3 separate regions of the Sus scrofa genome follow, and all the other regions are linked to region 1. Evidence: chromatin contacts called from public HiChIP or PLAC-seq data. All regions are on one chromosome and are shown on one strand. The core of a region is the stretch at or near the end of the contact, and the rest is flanking DNA. Distances in the headings are between cores, read along the strand shown. Region 1 overlaps ZCCHC24 (zinc finger CCHC domain-containing protein 24). Region 2 has its middle 21 kb from the start of ZCCHC24. Region 3 holds the start of ZCCHC24 (zinc finger CCHC domain-containing protein 24).

The links. HiChIP or PLAC-seq counts read pairs in DNA pulled down with a chosen protein or histone mark.
Region 2: an H3K27ac HiChIP or PLAC-seq map of skeletal muscle shows a contact between it and region 1. The contact joins two enhancer-like sites. A contact is called at or near these places in 2 of 5 promoter capture datasets (fetal liver and liver), 25 of 47 Hi-C or Micro-C datasets (alveolar macrophages, blood, brain and 12 more) and 2 of 2 datasets of contacts at active chromatin or transcription factors (alveolar macrophages and skeletal muscle).
Region 3: an H3K27ac HiChIP or PLAC-seq map of skeletal muscle shows a contact between it and region 1. The contact joins the promoter of ZCCHC24 here to the enhancer-like site in region 1. A contact is called at or near these places in 2 of 5 promoter capture datasets (fetal liver and fetal skeletal muscle), 13 of 47 Hi-C or Micro-C datasets (brain, embryonic fibroblasts, fetal heart ventricle and 6 more) and 1 of 2 datasets of contacts at active chromatin or transcription factors (skeletal muscle).

What each region holds. Positions count from the first base shown.
Region 1 is chr14:81,722,859-81,726,641 of Sscrofa11.1, reverse strand. The region is part of intron 2 of ZCCHC24 (zinc finger CCHC domain-containing protein 24); the gene reads left to right. Among named protein-coding and RNA genes, the nearest start is that of ZCCHC24, 39 kb to the left of the region's middle. Within about 2 kb of position 1,996, at least 38 of the 83 cell types and tissues checked have an H3K27ac peak or open chromatin away from gene starts, as enhancers often do. A contact at or near this core is called in brain, fetal liver, fetal skeletal muscle and 3 more, where this site is marked.
Region 2 is chr14:81,782,990-81,786,772 of Sscrofa11.1, reverse strand. No RefSeq gene overlaps it. Among named protein-coding and RNA genes, the nearest start is that of ZCCHC24, 21 kb to the right of the region's middle. Within about 2 kb of position 2,207, at least 7 of the 83 cell types and tissues checked have an H3K27ac peak or open chromatin away from gene starts, as enhancers often do. A contact at or near this core is called in skeletal muscle, where this site is marked.
Region 3 is chr14:81,761,937-81,765,719 of Sscrofa11.1, reverse strand. ZCCHC24 (zinc finger CCHC domain-containing protein 24) reads left to right here and starts at 1,754. Exons shown (of 4, transcript XM_021073637.1): 1 at 1,754-2,195. The coding sequence starts at 1,950.

The DNA of each region.
Region 1 (3,783 bases), core at 747-3,246:
CCTGAAGCAGCAGCATCAGCATCGTCTGGGAACTGAGATGCAGATTCTCAGGCCTACCCCCTGGGGCCTGTATTGATTCCAAAACTCTAGGGGTGACACAAGCAGTCTGTTGAGAATAAGCCCCCCAGATGTTTCTGATGCAAGCTCAAGTGTATCAACCTGTGCTCCAGAATTAAGACCTTGGGCATTTGGAGTCAGAAAGATGGAATGTGGACTTTGCAGCTCTTCGGCTTTGGAAATGAGCCTTGGCTTTTCCCGATAAGGAAAATGGAAGGATATTCCTGCCCTGTTCCTGGTGGGGTTACTGTGCTGATTAAATGAGCCAGCGCACAGCCTGGTCAGCCCAGCTCCCACCCCAGAGCGCTTCAAGGACTGACGCTCAGTGCGGGCAGGTCTCAGGCCTGCCTGGCTCACACCACCGTCAGCACTTTGAACCCCATCAGCTCAGAACCCTGGTAGAGGGGCTATGTGCACTGCCACAGGGTGTGTGTGCATTGCTTCCCCTCACAGGAGTGTAGTGGGCCCTGATGCCGCCTGGGACTGGGCACAGATAGCATGAGATGAGCCGCAGAGGAAGCAGAGATCAGAGTGGTCTCTGCAGGCAGAAGCAGTCAAGGAAAGCTTCCAGGAGGAAGTATGGCTTCCATGGGATTTTGCTGAGATACGAGATATGCCATTCAGTGGGCTGGTGTGCAGAGGCGGTGTGAGAACGAGTACCAGCAGCCACCCCACCTCCTGTAATGAGAACATACTCCCACTCCTCCCATCCCAGGGCACGAGCAGGCTTATCATCATGTGGGGTTGCCCACAGGTAAGTGCAAGGACTCCAGAGAAGGCGAGAGCTGGAGACTGTATGGGAGGCAGGTGGTGCTGTGGGAGTCTGCCAGGCCTGGGTTTGGATCCCAGCTCTGCCGCTTCCTGACTGTGTGACCTCAGGCAAATCTCCCAACCTCTCTGTGCCTCAGACTCCTCATCTGTAGGGGTTGTAGTGAGGATGGAATGGCTGGCGGAGGTGATGCCACACACAGCAGGAACTGTGGGGCTGTTACAGCTGGGCACCAGTGGCCCAGGAAGAGGAATGGACCATCTGAGGCTCTATAGCCTGGCTCCATCATCCTGTCTCCTGCAGAGCCCATCTTGGAGACACCAATGAAGGGACAGTTTTGCAAACTTTTCCTGCCCCTGAGTGAAAAAGCAAGATCAGCTACAGCCTGGGCTGTCGGGTGGTAAATGACTTGCTTCTGCCCCGTGACCCCCTAGAAAAGTCACATAAGGGCAGCTCTTCCTCTGCCACCCTGAAGGGGAAGATGAGTAGGCTTATGCCATGGTCTGCTGCCCTGCAGTGACCATGAGAGCTACACGTATGCATGCACGCACACAAGCACACATGCATTTACTTGCACAGGCACCCTCCTTCCCAGGGCCCATTTTCTGATTTTCAACACCAGCCAATACCGTGGAACCATGGTAAAAGCTGGCAGATGCCTGGGCTGGCCTCCAGGACCCCCTTAACCCCTGCTTTGCCTGATTGCAGTTGCCACAGAGGACCTCGAACCCCCTTCACCGCCTTCAGGCCCTCACTCGGCAATGAGGGAATTGGATGATAGCCAGAAAGACTGGGGTCGAAGGCCTGCCACTTACTTGCTTTGTGACCTTGGACAGGTGACTTATCCTCTCTGGGCCTCTGTTTCCTCATCTGGAAGCGGAGTCACCATGAAACTACAAGTCAGGTGCATGGCCAGCGCTGGCACTCAGTGGACACTCCCCATGGGCAGTTCCTGAGTGTGGTTGTTGCCGACTCCTGAGCGTCTCAATCTCCACCACTCACCTGATGAAAGTTCTCAGAGGTGGACAGCTTGCTTCTCTCACTACCCCTCAGTGGCCAGATGAGCAGATGGAGGGCCAGAGAAAGGAGCGATTGATGTGAGCACAGAGCAGAGGCTGCAAGTCAGGCCTGCAGCCTCTCACCAGGCAGCCGTGGGAGCCCCAGCCTTGGCTCCTGCCAGAGTGGCCCCAAACTGCTGACTTCAGCATTTCATCAGCCAGAGCAGATCAGATTTCTCTTCTGGCCCTTGGCCACCCTCTGCACCCTTCCCCCATCGCTATTTTGAGCTGAGTTCCCCTGTCCTCTCCTCCCAGGGCTGTGACCCTCACACTCACAGCATCGCTTTAGGCTGAGGCCACCACCTCTACCCACCGCCTTCCTGGCCCCAGCCCTGCCCCCAGGACTGGTGCAGAGCCTCCCTCTAGCCAGGTGGAGCTAGGTTGCTTACAGCCACATCTAGCCAGGTCACGTCTGGCCAGGCCTCACCAGGAATGGTCTCAGATGCAGAGCCAGGGACCAGACATTCTGGGGAAATCAGGACCTGAGGTGACCCTCCAGAGTGCTCTGCGCAGCCCGGAAGGGGCGTCCTGGGAGCAGACCAGCTCCAGCCTTGCCACCTCCTGCCTGCCTGACCTTGGCCTCAGCCCACACATCTCACCCATCACTGGTACTGCTTCCACCGCCATCCCCTCCAGCTTCTGATGTGTCCTGAACCCCACTCAGGGTGTTCTGAGGGAAGTGGGAGACGTGGAGGACCCCGCATGGCCACAGCACACTCAGAGACTCCTGGGAAACAAGACGGAAGAAACGGCAGTATTCAGAAGTCCTTTAAGTTCAGGATGAAACCTCTGGCATGCTGGATCATCCCTGGCATGCCAGAGGCTGGGTCAGGGCGGGACATGACCCGCAGCCAAGCGAGTGGTGCAGACCACAAAGTCCCCTGGGAGTTTGGAGAGCCGGGGCCTTCTCCGGGGGAGGCAATGGGATGGCTGTCAGCTAGTGCTCAAGCCTCAGAGTGTGGTGAGCACCCCGAGGAGTTAACCCTGTCTGGGATGCGGGCGGCCAGAGGGGTTAACCTTGGAGCTTGGCCTTGGCTACCAGGGGCATTCACTGGGTGGAGAAATGTTTGGGGTGCAGGGAACAGCAAGCGCAAAGGCAAGGGGGCGGGACGGGCAGAGGGGGACCTGTCATTCGCAGGAAATGATTTTGTGGTCATTGTTGGAGTAGAAGTTTGGTAGGAGGGAGTAGCAGTTAGGAAGATAAGCTCAGCTGGGCCAGATGTGGAAGGGCCTGAAAGCCTTCAGTGTTTTGCCTCCGTCCTGCAGGTCCCGGGAGCCTTCAAGCCTGAAGTGGCCATTAAAGTACTTGAGGGCAACTCTGCCTGGCTGGACCAGGGTTGTGTCTGCGGCGGCGGGGAGGGGCACAGTCAGAAGAAAGGGCTTGTCAGGCAAACGGGCCACCCAAACAGGGATGCACAGGGACCTGGGCACCAGCTCTGGAGAACAAATGGTTTTCAGAGAGGTCAGTGTCCAGCTTTCAGCCAACGGCCGGGTGGTTGCAGAGCTTCCATCCACCTCGTCCACCCTCTACGGCGGCAGCGGGAATGGCCACTGCTGCCTCTGCAGTCATAGAAGAGGAGGAAAACCTAGGGCTTTTGCAATCGCTCTGATTCGGATGTTTTCCACCCCCTTTGGACTGGCCCCCCTTCCCCTCCCACCCCTGAGCTCTGATCCGTGCGGTTTGCTAATGGAGGAAAGCCAGAAGCAGGAAACAGATAACTTAGGGAGTGGCTGCTCATGTGATTAAAAAGTCTTTGCTTTCCAAAAAGTTTTGCCTGAGAGCACTTCCAATTGCCTGGCTTGGGGGTGGGATTCGGAGAGAGGAGTTCCTGTGGCCAGGAGGGGGCTCTGCCTGGGGGCACAGAGGTGGGGAGGTGTATGGGGTGCCAGGGGCCTCTG
Region 2 (3,783 bases), core at 958-3,457, 60 kb before region 1:
TCCCCAGGCCTGTGCCAGGAAAGCTTTACTGCCTACGGGTAGAGCCCAGATGCCTTGTCCTGTAATTAAAGCCACTCAGCATCTGTAGCATTTCCCTTATCTTGGAGCTGAAAGGAGTCAGTAGAGCATAGAGGTTAGGAGTGTGAGCTCTGCAGCCAGACTGCCTGGGTTTCCATCTGACTCTGCCACATACTTACTCTGTGACCTTGGGAAAGTTGCTCAACCTCTCTGTGCCTCAGTTTCCTTCTCTGGAAAGTGGTGAGCGATGGTAGTAAGAGTATGTGTTTCATAAAGTTTTTGAGAAGATTCCATGATTTATAAGTGAAAAGGGCTCAGATCAGTGCCTGGTGCTGAGAAAGAGCTCAGTAGCTGTCAGCTATTGTCATTCCTTCCCTGCATCCCAAGATGGAACCTCTCCAATTAATCTGAACCACTCCCTGTTGACCTCCCCCATTCTGAACTTCTGCTTACTTGTGTCTTTGAGGACACAGAATAAGTCCTCTTTTTTTCTCCTTCTCTCTTGCTCCTTCTTTTCCTTCTTCAAGTATCAGTAACTACCATTTATTGACCATTTGCCACTGGCTAGCTACTTTTCAAGTGTTACTTTTTAAAGCTCACAATAACCCCGAAAGACTGGTAACATCACTTCAATTCTATGGATAAGAAAACCAAGCCTCAAGAGTTTCCTGGTGGCTCAGTGGGTTAAGGAGTCAGTGTTGTCACTGCTGTGGCTTGGATTTGATCCCTGGCGTGGGAATTCTTTTTTTTTTTTTTTTTTTTTTTGGTCTTTTGTGTTTTTTAGGGCCACACCAAAGCATATGGAAATTCCCAGGCTAGGGGTCGAATCGGAGCTGTAGCTGCCAGCCTATGCCACAGCCACAGCAACATGGGATCCGAGCTGCATCTGTGACCTATATCACAGCTCACGGCAATGCTGGATGCTTAACCCACTGAACGAGCCAGGGATCGAACCCTTGTCCTCCTGGATACTAGTTGGGTTCGTTAACCACTGAGCCACGATGGGAACTCCATGGCCTGAAAATTTTTGCATGCTGCAGAGACAGCCAAAAAAAAAGAAAAAGAAAAAAGGAGTTCCTGTCGTGGTTCAGTGGAAACAAATCTGACTAATATTCATGAGGAGGCGGGTTTGATCCTTGGCCTCGCTCAGTGGGTTAAGGATCTGACATTGCTGTGAGCTGTGTAGGTTGCAGACGCAGCTCAGATCCTGCATTGCTGGGGCTGTGGTGTGCCTGGCAGCTACAGCTCTGATTTGACCCCTAGCCTGGGAACCTCCATTTGCCGGGGGTGCAGCCCTAAAAAGACGAAAGAAAAAAGAAAAAGAAAAAGAAAAGAAAAGAAAACTAAGCCTTAGAGAGGGAAAGTAAATGCCTCAAGCCACTTAATTGCTTAGTGGCAGAGCTGCGAGTTTAACTGCGTCCACCTGCCTCTGTCATCCATGGCAGACTGTCTCTCCCTGTCTCGTAATGACAGTCAGTGTCTGCCATCCCAAACTGCAAGGCCATGCTTGAGGCTCTCCCTGTTGTGCATTACATCACTCACAATGCTTTCGCTTGCAAGTAACGAAAACCAACTCCAGCTGGCTTAAACTAGAAAGAGAATTTATTGTTCACAAAAGTCTAAAAAGAAGGCAGACTTCAAGCAAGGGGGAGTCAACAGTTCCCCAGTGATCCCAAGGACCCTCTTTTCCTTGTCCTGCCCTTCCTTTTTCCATGTCCCGGTTTCATCCTAACCCTGGCTCCCGCTGGCCTCAGGATGGCGGTCAGCCTCAATCCAGGAGCCTTCAGCTAGATGCCTCCCCAGATCTTGAGATGTGAGAATAAGTAGTTTATTTGGGAAGATATCCCAGGAAGCATTAGTAGGCAGGTGGGAAACTGAGATAGAGAAGGGAAATGCCCACAAAGGGTTATCTAGAAAGTTATCTTTGGAAAATTAGGGTGCAAGCCCATGGAGGAGTTTTAGGGAACCACGTATCAGAGTTAGCCACCAAGTGGCCCAGGTCCTTCTGGCCTGTCCTGGGAGCAGGCAGAGTGGACTCCAGTAGCCAGAAAAAACCTCAGGCTGAAAAAAAGAAAATCAAGAGGTGGCAATTGGAAATGGGACAGGAGAAATGGGAAAGGCACTGGATGTCCCCGTTACACTGGGTGTGTGCCTCTTCTGTCATGCCCACTGAGACAGGGAGGAACGCTTCCCACAGCCATCGCATGCTAGTCCTGGGCACTGCTCCACTGTGTCCTCCTGAGGTCCCATGGCCAGACCTGAACTAAAAGTTTTATCCGGGGAATACCCTGCCCTGGTTGCCTCAGTTTTCAGTTCCTGCCCTCCTAGCAACCCAACCTTATGGCAAGAAATAGGATCATGCTGATTGGCTACAGCAAACCAAGCCCTCCTCCCAGCACTGGGGATGGGGCCAGTCGCACAAGAACGGCCTGACAGCTGTTCCAGGATGCTAGGAGCAGGGGGAAGGATGCTGGGAGGCAAATGGCAATGTTCATCCCAGAAGTATTCCCTAGAACAAAAGGAAAAGAATGGAAATAAAGCTTGGAGTACAGAAACTGGCAAGTTCAAGGCTGGGAGAGGATGTTGAAGGTTATGTAGCCTAATCCACTGCTGCTGCGAATCCCTCCTCATCTGCCCTCCACAGTGACACACAAACTCAGCTCACATACCTCTAATAGGGAGCCCATTCACCCACAGAGTAACCCACATTTTTCTAAAAACATTTCCAACCACGAGAAGTCTCTTGTCAGATTGGGTGGGAATCTTTCTTTCTCTGTCATCTCTGGGGTTTTCCAGAACACATCTGCTGCATCTGCCCTAAATCTGAGCCCTGCAGGGACGTGTAAACAGTGATTGCATTTCCCTCAAGATTTCCCTGGAACAAACTGACCACTTCCAGCCCTGTCACCTCAGAGACGGTGACCACAGAGGGGCCCCGACGTCCAGAGCCAGGGGCTGGGGGAGGCCCTGGGGGCAAGCATCTTGGAGCTGGTGGAGCATCAGATGAGTTTCTTTCCTGGAAGCATCGGCCAGTCTCCAGGTCAGCCACAGTTTACTGCTCAGAAACAAATGTCCTCAATCAGAGGGAGGTGCCCCAGTTCCCTCATGGATGTGTTTATTTGGAGGATGTGACCTTCTAGACACACAAATACTCCGCCTGCCTCCCACCCCAGCAGCTCCCACAGGAGCTTCGAAGAGCCTAGCGATGGCTGCAGGCTCTGTGACTGTAGTTCATGACGTCCGGGCTGCTCCTATCTGGCTGTACACATCCAGGCCCCACACCCCGCCCCAGCCCTGACCTCAAACCACCATCGCAGAGGTCTGAAAAGCGTGAGACAGTACACGACAGTGGAAGGAGTCTGAGCTGCAGTCAGAAGCCCTCCAAGGAATCCTGCTCCACTGGGATGGATGATTTTGCCTTTCATAGCCTGGGTTTCCCTTATCTGAAAAACAGGGAAAAGAACTCATTAGCGGAGGTGCTCTTGGAATGTGGAAGTACTGAGCATAAGCTAGGTTCTTAGCAGGTGTGTGTACTATGGTGCTTTACTGGTGAAGCCTTCTGTTGATGCTCCCCCGATTATCTGAATCTGTTGAGATGGTTCCTAAATCCCTTGTTCTAGTGACTCTGCAGCTTTGAAGGCACCAGATAGTAACTCTTATATCAGGGACACGCTTCTCAACTCTTGCCTTCCTCTCCCAAGGAAGGCAAGATCAGGATGCTCTCACATATTGATCAAATAAGCTAGAGGTCTTATCCTCTCCCAA
Region 3 (3,783 bases), core at 505-3,004, 39 kb before region 1:
GTCAGAGTTCCAGAGAAGACACCAAATATTTCAAAAAGTAAATGATTATCACATTTCTTCCTAACAAATGTATACCTTCTCTTTAAACAAATAGGTTTAACATATTAAGAGTACTATTTAGATGTGTCTCTGATGAATAAAAATATTGAGATATGATTGGTATGTACGCTGTAATTTGTATGAAAAATCACAAATTGTTTGACAGACAAAACCTTTGAAAACATAATCAAATGAGACAGAAAATAAAAAACCCTTGTGGTCCTTGGTTGGTGACATGATTGGAAGGGGTGGCACTTTAGTCAGCATTGAAGTTCTTTTAGGTTCAAGCATCCACAGATGTGTACTGATGCAGCTAGTGCGAGAAATCCTTGTGGAAAGGATGGCAGAGAGCTGATCTTTATAGAATATCTTCTGATTACCAAGCTCAAACTGGTAAGCTCACAAATGTTCCCAGAGGTAGGACAGTGACTGTCCCCATCTTACAAAAGAGAAAACAGGTTTATTCACAGAGGTCAGGAGCCATGCCAAGGCCACTCAGCTGGAAAGTGGCCTAGCTGGCACTTGAACGTGGAAGGCAGGCTGGAGGTGGATGTCTCCAGATAGAGGTTTGGGGTTGGAGAGATTACTTGTGTCTCCTCCAGGCTTCTCTCCTCTAGGTCCTTGGAGCCGGCGCAGCGCACGCACCCAAGGACTACCCCATTCTGAGGGGGCGGAGGCCCAGGGGTTTCAGGCAGGGGCGGCGGCAGGCACAAGGGGTTCCCTCAGGCATAGGGACTAGCCGGGCCGTGCTGGGGAGGTGAATGACCGTCGTCTTCCCCAGCTCCCCCAGACCCACCTAGGATCCCGGCGACCCGAAGACGCACGAGGGTGGGGTTAGGGACAGGTCCGGACAGACGAAAAAGGGCAAGAAGTGAGGCAGACCCTGAGCAGAAAAAGGAGAAGGGAGAGGAGGAGGGGGAGGTGGGAAGAGGAGGGAAGGGGGCGGGGAGTCCTTCCTGGGGCAGGAACCTAGGCCCCCCTAGGAGGAGCCGACCCGCAAAGCGATTCTGCAGATGGAAGGAATTAAGTGGGAGGGGGAGGGTCCTTCGGTGATAGCGAGGGGAGGGAGATTGTGTGTGTGTCTGTGTATGTGTGTGTGTCTGGGAGGGAAAGCGGAGAGACAGACACATCAGACTAGACGAAAGCAGAGAAGACAGAGAAGGAGACAGAGTCGGAATGAGATCCATAGAGAAAGAAAACGAGACCGATAGAGAAATGATGGACACAGGAGATATTAGTCTGAGGGAAAGGAGAGAGTATAAGGAAAGAAGGAAAATAACCTATAAAAAAGTGAAAATGAAATAATTGAAAAGGATTTGGGAAGAACGAGAGCCAGAAGAGAGCCAAGAGCAGAGCGAGACGGCAGAGATCAGGCCCCGGCAGCGCCAGTCTCCTGCAGGATGGGGGAGCTGGATTGGCCGCACTGGGTGGGCGGAGCATGAGAGGGAGCCGCCCATAGGCGGGCCCTCACACTGCTACATATGTAGATGAGCATCCTTTCCCCCCTCTCACCCCGCCCCGCTACTCCATATTCAACGAGACAGCCAATGGGGGACGAGGACGGCCCAGAAGGGGCAGGGCCTCTGTAAACCCCACCCCGGGAGCGGCTGCAGAAGGGGTCAGCGCTAAGGCAGATAGCGGATCGCGGGGCGGAGCGGGCGGCGCGGAGGGGGCGGGCCTAAAAGTTTCCTGCCCAACTTTCGCTGCCTCCTTCCTCCACCCGCGCGCGCTGCTGCTGCAGTCGGGGGGAGGCGGCGGCGGCGGCTGTGGGCAGTGCGCGGGGTGCAGGCGGTCGCCGTCGGGGCTCAGGCGGCGGGCAGTGGGCGCAGGCTCCCCGGTGCCCGCCCCTCCGCGGGGGGGGGGCGCGAGCGGGCGGCCGGGGTGGGGGGGGCCGGCACCGCCGCCACAAAATGAGCCTGCTGTCGGCCATCGACACGAGCGCCGCCTCGGTGTACCAACCCGCCCAGCTGCTCAACTGGGTCTACCTGTCGCTGCAGGACACACACCAGGCGAGCGCCTTCGATGCCTTCCGGCCCGAGCCGCCCGCCGGCGCCGCGCCCCCAGAGCTGGCCTTCGGCAAGGGCCGCCCAGAGCAGCTGGGCTCGCCCTTGCACTCCAGCTATCTCAACAGCTTCTTCCAGCTGCAGCGCGGAGAGGTGGGTGCCCCCGCGCGCCCCCGCCCTCGGTCGACCGCTCCGGGGCTTTTCCTATCTGCTCGGCTCTTCCTGGCCTGGCTCCGGCTCGGCTCTGTATTGCCCGGCCCAGCTTGGCTTGGCTTCGCTCAGCTCTGCCAAAGTCGCCGCACGAAGTCCCCGGGGTGCCGGGAGCGCGTCACCTCCCGGCTGAGCTCGGCCCGGAGGAGCTGGGAGCTGGTCGGTCCTCTTGCCCAGACTCCCAGCCCCCAGACGCCCTGCTTCGAGAGCCTGGGGCGGGAGCGGGGGCCTGGCCGGGCGGGTGGGTTCCGGATTCTCTCCAGACAGCCGGGGCGCGGCCTGTGAGGGGAGCCCCTTCCAAGTGTCCTTCCCACGCCCAATCCCATCCCCCTCTTGGCCACCGCTGGCTGGGACGGAGAGTGTGGATTCTGCTCCGAGTTCCTTTGGAGCGGCCTAAAATCTTTGCTCCTCCGACTGCGGTGGTTCCTGACCCGAAGCTTACCTTGGAAAGCAGGGGCTTTCCCTGAGAGCTTTTCCTGCTGTTCTTACACAGGGACCCCCAGATACGTCTTCCAGCCTCTTGCCCTCCCCCAGCCATATAGGAAGTGGTTTTTGAGGGCTTGACCCCACAGACTGCTCTGTCCCCCGCCCTCCCAAGCCTGGAAGGAAATGAAAGGGAAATCCTCTTGAGCTCTTGGGAGGGGGCTAGATAGGGGGAGAGTTCCAGCTGCCCAGTACCTTCTCTAGAGATCTGGGCCCGCTGCCCTTGCAAAATCTGCCTGTTGGGGTGGATTCAGTTACAACGTCGCAGGGGGCAGTGCATCTTTCCCCAGCTAGACAAATACACAGATTGCCACAACCTCCGGGCCCCTTTGAGAGGTCTTCAGGAGCCATCCTGGACACCACCCTCTCTCCCTTCAGCTGATCTCCTCCTTGGCCCCGCTCCCACTTACTCCTGCCTCATTTGGGAACTGCAGACACCCTTCTGTGGCCTTCACTCACTCTCCTTCTGGCAGCTCTCTCAGCAAAAGTGCAGGGGGAAGGGGCAGGGGAGGAGCACTTTCCTTCTAGACCTGGGCATGCCAGTTAGCTTCAGGACAGTCAGAATCCTTAACAGTTTGGGGGAGAAGGCCTTGTGTAGGCACCAGTGTGCTGGGGATGGAGGGGGGAGGACAGAAGTTCTCCCCTTCTGGCCCCATTATTGACTAGGGGAGACATGGATATGTAAAACGCTGGCCTGAAGCCAAGAGATGGGCCAACACCAGGCCAGCAGAGAAGGGCTGGTTGACCTGTGTGGGGCCCGGTCAGGCATAGCTGGGGCAGATGAGTCTGGAAAGCACCCTTTGGTGCCCTGTGAGAGCATTCGTATGCCAGAACTCTGTAAACCGTAAAGCACTCTCTCTACGTGAGGAATTGTTCTTGGCTGGGAATCTTTCTTTCTTGTAAGAGACTTTGCTGCCTCTTTGGGGAACTGGCTTCTGTGACCAGCGGCTTTGGGGGACAGTTTGTGGAGTGTTTCTTCAGTGCCTGGATCTTGTCAGTTGTTTGTTCTCTTACCAAATATTTGTTGGGCTCTGTGTGGGCCCCTGGG